2 separate regions of the Muntiacus reevesi genome follow, and region 2 is linked to region 1. Evidence: chromatin contacts called from public Hi-C data. All regions are on one chromosome and are shown on one strand. The core of a region is the stretch at or near the end of the contact, and the rest is flanking DNA. Distances in the headings are between cores, read along the strand shown. Region 1 holds the start of SMG1 (SMG1 nonsense mediated mRNA decay associated PI3K related kinase). Region 2 holds the start of GDE1 (glycerophosphodiester phosphodiesterase 1).

Region 1 (5,123 bases), core at 617-3,116:
CCTGTTCTCAACAGACACAGGATTTGGAAAGGCATATTAAGCAGAATAAGATGTGTACCACTCATTAACCAAAAGATTATTTTTATTTTTCTATCAAGTCTTAAGTGCTACATTCTAACATCTTACGAATTTCCAAACACTGCTGGAATTACACGTACCATTAAGAAGCAAAAGTCATCCCAACAACGTGTGTGTCTAACATTTATCTGCCTAGTTTCTGGGTAATCATAACACACGTGTGCTTCAAAATATGAGAGCACAGTGAATCAACTGACCCTAAAATATTACATACATTTAGGGAGTTCTTCCAGGCACTGGGCGAAGTTCCAATAGTCTATTACAAGCACTTATTCAGTAAGAGAGGTAAGAATAAATCAGTCCTAAATAAGGTACAACTGGCCCATGATTAGTCAGAAAGACATGAAAATTACTTTTTTTTTTTTTAAGTCAATGCTCCTCAAGGAGTTCCCTCGTGGCCTAGTGGTGAGGATTCCCGGCTTTCGCTACCCAGGCCCAGGTTCGATGCCTAGTAGAGCAGCTGGGATCCTGCAACCAGCGTGGAGAGGCCAAAAAAAAAACAGGGAAAAAAAACAAAAAACAGTCGATTTTCCAAATATTCACTTCCAACTAGGCCCCAAACCTTTCTGAAAACAAATTCTCTACTCCTGTAAACGAGTGTCCGCTCAAGTGTCCAGGTATGAACTGCTCTCCGCCCAAATAACTGCCCCTGCACTTCACTCTTCAGTACCAGGGTCGGTCGGTCCCCATTAACACAGTCACAATCACGTCTCACGCTCCACAACTACCCTGTTGTCAGAGTAAAGACTCGGGAGTGTTGGGTTGTGTGTGTGTGTGTGTTTTAAGATTAACACGTGGGGGGGGTGGGTGTCACAATAGAGATCGCTGTTAAGGAAAAATCTTTCACGTGGGGGCTGAGCGGGTGAGAGATCAGGGAAGTTAATGGATAAACAGAGAGGATCCAATACTCTCAGGATCCCTCAAACTCAACGCCCAACTTGAGGGAAAGGTAGTAAGTCAACTCACCCCCACAACCTGGTCCCCCTTCCTTCACCCTCCTGAACCCAATTCCTAGGCAAGTGCCTTCTCCCGGGGTCCCGGGTTCTCGACTCCAGCCCCCGGACTGAAGCGCAGGGAAAGGGGAGGCATTTAGGCCTCGCCTCCCAGCGGCCTTCCTCTCCCGACCGGGGCGGGAGGGGACCCAGGAAGCCGCGCCCGGTTTTCGGTGCGGGGGGGGGGGGGTGCGGGGGGTGTGGAGAGCCTAGGCCGCGCCTCCCACCCCGGCGGTCCTAGGCCTCGGCCCGCCCGAGGAGGGGCCCGAGGTCGCGGCGGCGGGCTGGGCGCCGGCTCACCTACCTGGGTTGCCAGTCATTCCAGCTCCGCGGGTATTTGGTGCCGCCGCCGCCACTGCTCAGCCGAGACCCCGGGGCTCTGCGGCTCATTACCTTCCCCGACACGACATGGCCAAGCGCCGCCGCCCGAAGAAGCGCGAGTCGCCGCCCAAACCGGCCGCCGCCGACACTCCGCTCCGGCCCGGGGCTGAGGAGGAAGCCGAGCAGCAGCAGGAGGAGGAGGCGGCGGAGGGCGGGGGAGGCGGACGGCCGTTCCGGGTTCCGCCTGAGCCCGCAGCGCAGGACGAGGAGGCGGGAGTGCCGCGGCGCGAGGGAGGCGGAGGAAGGGGAGGCGACTTCTCTTCCAGGGCCGTCCGCGGCCCGCGACGCCCGGGCCCAGGAGGAGGAGGACAGTGAGGAGGAGGCGGTGGCGACGGCGCCCCACGCTCACACAGCCACGGCTTCCCCGCCTCCCGGCTCCGCCCGCCGCGCCGCCGCTGCCGCACGGCATCCTGGGAAAGAGGGGCGGTGCCGGTGCCCGCCGGTCCAGGGCAGGGGCGGGGCCAGATCAGAAGGGCGGGGCCTGGGGCGGGGCCGGCGCACTGAGCCGACTGTCCTCCGACTGCCTGCGCTAGTCGCTGCTCTCCGCGGACCGCGCCGAAGTCCAGCCCCGCCGCGGGGGATCACGGGAGAGGGGATCTTCGCCACCACCCCCACACGCACACCCTTCCACTTACGCCCGGGGAAGCACCTGACCCCCTGAGGGCCGGGCAGTCAGGTGTAAGCCGGCAACCAGTCTAGAGCTGCGGTGCCCTTGAGGGGGTGGGGGGAGCGAGGGGGCGCGCGTGCATACATCCACACACGTGCCTTGAGGGTTCACGTGTGTCCACGTTCCTCACCTTCTACGGTAAAAAGTGGAAATTTTTAAAAAGCGGATTGACCTCCATCTACCCTGCCTCTACCTGAAATGCGCCCATAGAGTTCTGACACCTTGACCGTTTCTTCTCATTGCAAAAATAAATAAATAAATAAGTAGAAAAAGCTAATTACTGACAAGCACCAACCCCGATCCCCTGAAACGTGAAATATGCTCTATCTTCTCACGGTAACACTTGCCCACTTTCCCCAACAAAAAGAGACTGGAGAGTGGGGGTGGGAAGGAGGACAGCCTAAGCACTCTTCCCCCATCACGACAGTCCTCCGAAAGTCTTCAGTAAATCATTTGATACGTAATGCGAATGCCATGTAGAATAAAATTTCAGCAAAGTGCACATCAGACAGGTAACAGGAGTTAAATTTGGGGAGGTTATTCAAATGGATCTTACCCCTGTCTGCACAGAGGGTCTTAACCTATTTTATGTTGCAAGAGAAAAATGTATATATTGCTTGTGTGATTAAAAATGGTTACCAAACATACTTGAGATTATGAGATATTACTCATCCTCTTTCAACCTTCCACTCCTTCTTTATGCCCACCAACCTCTCAAAAAGTTATGATCCTGCCAGTTGTAGAGGATGGAAAGTTAGATTTTCAAATGCACTTTCTCACCCCCGCCCCCGCCCCACTTCACCCATCCAGGAAAAAAGAAACTCCTCTGAACTGGGGCTGTTTGACTCAACCCAGAAATTCCCACTAGGTCAGACCTAAGTATGGTCACCCACATGCGTAAAAAAAATTTTTTTTAATAAAAAACCTATGTGAAAAGGAATACATCTGGAAATTTGCCCTGGGTTCCCCCATACTTGCTTGAGGAAGGATCCCACTGTTGTAAAAGGGGCCCTACTCAATCCCTATCCTCAAGGAATTCTGGAAGTAGGGGGTCAGAGAGATAATCTATTCAATATTATTAGAAATAGCTAAAATTGCTGTGTTTGCTCAACCTTTCCTCTCTTTACCATCCTGCAAGCCTTTCTCACAATCTGAGTAAAAATGCCCCCTCACCCAAAGCCTTTTCTTAATTCTAAATTTTGAGGATTCCTTGTACCTGTTTTCCTCGGATTGTTTTCTTTTTGTGCTTCAGGTGAGTTCCCGCTCTCCTCTCTGGGACTCTCAGACCCCTGAGCAAATGGCTGATGTAGCCAGTTAATCATGTTGATTTCCTTCAACAGTTGATTGCAACAGTGGTGCAGTGACCAAATTAGGTCAGTTGTTCGAATTCCAAAATGATTTCCAAAAGACTAATCAGTACCCTAGAACCCTGAGAAAAATTTCAGCAGTCCTCTAACCTTTTCAAATTACAGAACACCAGCAGAGTAATTCAAGGGAGGGCTCTGGGATCAAATTCCAACTCTGTGTAAAAGCTGGGAGGTGGGGCGGAGGCTGAGTGCCCCAGGTTCTCATCTGTAAACTATAGATGATAATATTAGCACTGACCTCTTCAGGATGTTGAGAGGGTTAATAGCGATCTTGCGTGTAAAGTGCTTTTCACAGTGCCTGCCACTTGGTAAGCAATCGAAAAATGTTAGCTAAAAATCAGATCCTCCGCTTCTCTGAAGCACATGGGCTATTTGTATAATATATGACCAGTGAAGAATGAGAAAAAGAAAAAAAAAGTAACTGGCAGGGGTTGTGCCCAGTTGCTCAAACAATTGCTTTTTATTTATCATTTTTTCCCCTACTGTTTACATAGAAATGATTAACCCTCAAAAACAGTGTTGATACAGAGGAGATGTAAGAACGCAGAAGGTGAATGAAGTGTCATTAGCAGCAACTTCCTGGAAAGCAATTTAAGAGTGTGTATCCAAAGACTTAAAATGAATTCTCTTTCCTCCTAGGAGATTCCTCTCCTAGGACTCTATCCTAAGAAGATATGCGACACTGCAAAGTTATTTTCTTCAAATAAAGATCAGATCATGTGACCATACTGGTCAAAACACATCAATGGCTTCCCATTCTCTAGATAAAATCTAGACTCATCATTACTAAGAGCCTGTAAAAACTGGCTTATCCTGCATTGCAAACATCCCAGGGCTGCTCATACCTGTGAACAGGATCCTAATAATGGTTCTAGATTTCTTCTTCATAGTAAAATCCTCTCACCTAGGCTGTACCCCAGTTTAAAAAAAAAAAAAAATCAGAATCTCTAAATGTAGAGTCAGGCATTAATATTTTTAAGACTTCCCCAGAAGATTCTAATATGCACACAAGACTGAGAAACACCATTTTTGAGCACCTAAGAACTGAAAATGCTATTTGGGACTCCACCCTCCACCCTTACCTCCCAAAATATGTTGGTATAAAAGTTCTAAACCACTGGGAAAGAAAGACTTAAAAGCTCAGTTCTCCCATGATGACTATTTGGATAATTAAAAATACATATACATCAAATATGATCAATGTTCAAAACTTTCCAAAATTTTTTCTCACTTCTTTAGGTGGTTCGGCTTCTCTGGTTCCATTAGGACTTTTTAATTCCACTCCAAACACAAAGACAATTTCTGTTCCTGAAACACACTGAGCCTCTCCAGTCCCAGAGGTTTGTGTGTTTGGTTTGGTTTTCTTTGGTACTTGATCTTGCCTCTGCCTGGAATGCCTTTCTTAACTTTGTTCCCATTAGAGTTGGGACTAGGGTAAAGAGTGGAGTGCCTCTGGCGCTGAATTTAAGGAGGTACTCACTCTTGAGACTGACTGTCCAAATGCAATCCTGCACTTGGCACAGGCCTGCAAGTGAGTGCCTCCTTAAATCAGGGCAGCTAGGCACCTCATTTGTCTCACCTTAGTCCTGTTTTCCTTGGACCATCTCAATTTTCCTGAGAGGTTTTCCCTGACCTCCC
Region 2 (5,179 bases), core at 1,967-4,466, 540 kb after region 1:
TGGTAAATACTTATGAATACCTTCTGTGCTCAACTAACACTGAGTTATACTTTAAGGCATGGACATGAACTTGGGCAAACTCCGGGAGACAGTGAGGGACAGGGAAGGTAGTCCATGGGGTTGTGAAGAGTCAACTATGACTTGGCGACTGAACAAAAACATACTTTAAGGCAACTTACATAAAGATAAGTTGAAATGAAAGCCAGTAACAATTAATGCTTTTTTTTAATAGTAATTATTCCTTTTCATGACAATTTTATCTCCTGTTATGTTTCTTCATCCAACCTTTCAGTTTGTTTAGAATAAGAAATACATTCTTCACTATCTTTAGTCTTATTTTTAAAATTGATTTCAATTGGAGAATAATTACTTTACAATACTGTGATGGTTTCTGCCACACATCAGCATGAACTGGCACAGGTATACACGTGTCCCCTCCCTGCTGAACAACCCTCCACCTCACTCCCCACCTCATCCTTCCAGGTTGTTAGAGCTCTGGCTTTGGGTTCCCTGCATCTTACATCAACTTCCCACTGGCTTTTTATTTCACATATGGCAATGTATATGTTTCAATGCTATTTTCTCAAATCATCCACCTTCTCCTTCTCCCACTGTGCCTAAAAGTCTGTCCTTTTTTTTTTTTTTTGCTTGTTTTTTTATTGTTTTATTTTGTTCCTGATGTTTTTAGAATTATTTTTAAGCAGAATGCTAGAAGAGCTGCTCTGTCTCCCTTCTGTCACAAAGAACTAAAGGGAAAGAAGCATAAAAGACATAACTTGGTTTATAAAGTTAGATGCCCTTCACCAAATTAAAACTGCCTTCTGACCCTCTTCCTTCTTCAGACTTAAAACTTTTTACCTTTGTCTTTAGATTCTTGGCCCAAAGAGCTAACATTTGTGGAAGTCTTATCTTGGGCCGAGCACTTTATGTAGACTACTTTACTGAATCACAACTGATTAGGCGGATATTAACATTATTCCCACTTTACCAATGAGGAAACTAAGGTCAGAGCTAGGATCAGAGTGAGGCAAGGTATGCTATGCTTGCTACTTCCTACTCGTGACTCTGACTGGGGCACAGAGCGCTTAAGTAACTCGCTCACCACACAAAACTGTCTGTCCCTTAGCTGGACAAAGAAAGGTCAGTCCAAATTCAACATCCTGGAACATGAATATTCTAATCTACAACAAAGAGCACTGGGGCTTAGAATCAGAAGGTGATACCGCGCAGGGCCCTGCAGAGCTCGTGGGCACAAAGACTTATTTGTGTCCCCCCACTTCTTGTATTATAGGAAACAGCTTTCAGCCAGCCTCCATGACCTTCCCTGAGTTCCAAAGGGCAGAGTCAAGCAGTTGTTAATCAGGGAAGGGAGACCAGGGAGAAATAGTCAAGAGCAGTCTTGGGGCAAGGTCCTGTTTCCCTATCAATAGATAAACACAGCAATATCTTTGAGTTATTTTACAGGTACTAAAACCCCCTCCAGGTGGGTGAATTTATGATTAACGAGGGTATGCTGCCCAGAAGCATGTAGATCCCAGACCAGTTGGACCTGAAGGTTGAAGATGTTGACTCCCACTTAGCTCACCACCAACCCATCAGAAGAATGTCCATGAGCTGATCATGCCCTCTTTGAAGAATTACTATAAAACTCGCTGTCTTTCCAAAGTGGGGACACATGGTTTTGAGAGCATTAGCCCACTGTGGCCCCCTTTCCTTGGCAAAGCAATAAAGCTATCTTTTTCTACTTCACCCAAAACTCTGTCTCTGAGATTTGACTTGGCACCGGTGTAGAGAGAAGCTGAGCTTACAGAGTCAAACGCTGAATTTGAGAAAGAGCTGTGTGTGTTTGAGCCAGTATTCCTACTGACTCAACGTTAAACTGTTTCAGAGAAATGAGAGGATCAGATATATTTTCACAGATGCAACAGTGCCCAGACAACTGGAAAGCTCTCTTACTAAGCAAGCTATCATTATGATGAAGTCTGGAGACTGCCAAGAGAGCCTTGTGAAAAGGGGAGGCAGAAATCATCAGGAGTCCTGCTGTCAGGGTTGTCTGACCCTGGGGATCCTAATAAGGAGAGGATCTGGATACTTAGGAGGGCAAATAAAGACAGCCCCTGTGAAAGCGATCCACTTAGAATATGTAAGCTAACCACTGACCAAGACTCTCCTTAACCAGGCCAGATTTCCTGCTTCATTCACACACCAACCTTTGTTTAGCCCCTTGAACTCAGGCCATATACTATTCTGTTACCTAAGGATCCCAACATCATTCCCACCTCAGAACCTTTGCACTTGCTGTTTCCATTTCCTGGAGCACTCTCCCCCCAGATTAATGGGTGGCTCTTCATAATTACAGTTTCAGTTCAAAGGTCACTTTCCAACAGGATTTTTGTCTACAGTAGCATGACTTCTTCCTCTAGTCATTCCTTATTGCGTTAGCCTATTTCTTCATTGCACTCATTGCTCTCTTAAAAGTACCTCATTTACGTACTTGTTTAAGGCCTGTCTCCCCTACTCCAACGCCAAGCTCTGTGAAAGCAGGGACCCCTTCTGTCTTGGTCATGACTATCCTCAGTACCTGGCATATAGCAAATACACAGGTATTTGCAGTGTTCCATAAATACTTGGAAGTCAGGAGATTTTCCGGAATTCAGACGGATTGATGGTCACCTCAGTGTATTCTTTGTGGACGAATGGGGAATGGCAAGGCCATCATGAAAAGGCTGGGGAAGCTTCGGAAAGGCAGGCAAAAGTCCAACCTCCCAGGAGGGGCACAGGGGCGGGAGGGGCGCGGGACTCACCTGCCGAATGGCCGCCAGCGTGTTCTCGGGAGCGTCGTGGCTGCCTCCGCGGTGGGCGATGGCGGAAACGCGGTCCCGGGGCTTGAGCACCTGCAGAGCCCTGCGGGAGGGCACCGGCTCAAAGCTGAAGAGGCGCAACAGGAGGTAGAGGCTGCCAGTGAAGAGGCAGGCATTGAAGGGACTGCGCGTCAGCAGCAGCAGCACCAGCAGCAGGAAGGAGAAGGGGCCCATGAGGCCCCCCTGATCCTCCCACAGCCACATGCCGGCGCCCGCACCGGCACGGATGGGAGGCCCGGACCCGCCGGGCTCCCAGGACAGGACACCGAGAAGCGAGGACGAGAGCCCAAAACGCCGGCTGCAGCCAGCACCCTTTGAGTGGACCAGCGCCGCACAATGGCGGCAGCCGCTACTTCCGGAGAAGGAGTCCGAGGCCCAGCCAATCAGGGCCGAGGATCTCCAGAGCTCGGGGCGGAGCCGCTGCCAAGGCAACGGAGACGGGCTCAGGCTCCCGGCTGGCATTCCAAAGTGGCTTTGGGTTTAACCTGCAGTCCGGACTTTTATCAAGGCTTTCAAACACTAGAAAGAAGGGGAGGGATATAAGAGCAGTCTTAAGGTCGTAAGACTAGAAAAGATCTTAATGACTCGATTTTGCCATCAAGAGACCTGCCCAGGGTTCCTTTGAAGGAGCACGACGCTTAGACTATTTATTAGTTTAAGGTATGCAAACACCGGGGTTTCCCTTGTGACTCGGCTGGTAAAGAATCCGCCTGCAATGCGGGAGACCTGGGTTCCATCCCTGAGTTGGGAAGATCCCCTGGAGAAGGGAAAGGCTACCCACTCTGGCCTTGGAGAATTCCATGGACTGCATAGTCCATGGGGTCGCAAAGAGCCAGACACTACTGAGTGACTTTAACTTCACTTCATGCAAACACCAGTCCAGATGCTCAGGGCAACAGCAGTGAACAGGACCGACAGGGTCCTTGCTCTCATGGTGCTTACATTCTCGTGGGGGGGGAAATAATAGACTGTACAGCTAACATTTATAGAGCATATAACCATGTTACGGACTTTCCCGGTGACTCAGACGGTAAATCGTCTGTCTACAATGCGGGAGACCCGGGTGTGATCCCTGGGTCAGGAAGATCCCCTGGAGAAGGAAATGGCAACCCATTCCAGTATTCTTGCCTGGAAAATCCCATGGACGGAGGACCCTTGTAGGCTGCAGTCCATGGGTTCGCTATGAGTCCGACACTACTGAGCGACTTCACTTTCACTTTTTCACTTTAACCATGTTACAGGTTCCATTCCTGCAAGTGCTTTATGTATTACTGATTCTCACAACAGCTTCAGTTGCGTATTTTCTCTGGAGACTGAATTCAGTCAACTTGAGAAGGATGTTTCAGATTCAAAGGGAATAAAAGATCATAGCAAAGCAAACTACTGTCAAGTTGCAGTCATTTCATATGCTCATAAGGTTATGCTCAAAATCCTTCAAGCTAGGCTTCAGCAGTATGTGAACTGAAAACTTCCAGATACACAAACTGGGCTTAGAAAAGGCAGAGGAACCAGAGAGCAAATTGTCAACATCTGTTGGATCATAGAGAAAGTTAAAGCAATTCCAGAAAACAATGTACTTCTGCTTCATTGACTATGCTAAAGCCTTTGACTGTGTGGATCACAACAAGCTGTGGAAAATTCTTAAAGAGGTGGGAATACCAGAAAATCTTACCTGTCCCTTGAGAAACCTGTAAGCAGAACAAAAAGCAACACTTAAAACTGGACATAGGACAATGGACTGGTTCCAAATTGGGAAAGAAGTACATCAAGGCTGTATATTGTCACCCTTATTTAACTTATATGTAAAGTATATCATGCAAAATGCCAGGCTGGATGAATCACAAGCTGGAATCAAGATTACTAGGAGAAACATCAACAACCTTAGATATGCAGATGATACCACTCTAATGGCAGAAAGGGAAGAACTAAAGAGCCTCTTAAGAGGGTAAAAGTGGAGAGTGAAAAAAAAGTTGACTTAAAACTCAACTTTCAAAAAACTAAGATCACAGCGTCTGGTCCCCCAAAAGTAGAAACGGCAGCAGATTTTTGTTTTCTTGGGCTCCAAAATCACTGCAGATGGTGACTGCAGCCATAAAATTAAGATTCTTGCTCCTTGGAAGGAAAACTATGAGAAACCTGGACAGTATATAAAAAAGCCGAGCCATCACTTTGCTGACAAAGGTCTGAATAGTCATAGCTATGGTTTTTCCATAGTCGTGTACAGAAGTGAGAGTTTCTTCTCACAAAGAAGGTTGAGTGCTAAAGAGTTGATGCTTTCAAACTGTGGTGCTGGCAAAGACTTTTGAGAGTGTCTTGGA

What was found. A called contact is a pair of places that touch in the nucleus more often than the background predicts.
Region 2: a contact with region 1 is called in a Hi-C map of blood, with 4 times the contacts expected there. The contact joins the promoter of GDE1 here to the promoter of SMG1 in region 1. A contact is called at or near these places in 2 of 3 Hi-C or Micro-C datasets (blood and muscle).

What each region holds. Positions count from the first base shown.
Region 1 is chr2:195,276,288-195,281,410 of mMunRee1.1, forward strand. SMG1 (SMG1 nonsense mediated mRNA decay associated PI3K related kinase) reads right to left here and starts at 1,867. Exons shown (of 65, transcript XM_065924419.1): 1 at 1,375-1,867.
Region 2 is chr2:195,813,686-195,818,864 of mMunRee1.1, forward strand. GDE1 (glycerophosphodiester phosphodiesterase 1) reads right to left here and starts at 3,217. Exons shown (of 6, transcript XM_065924421.1): 1 at 2,805-3,217. The coding sequence starts at 3,065.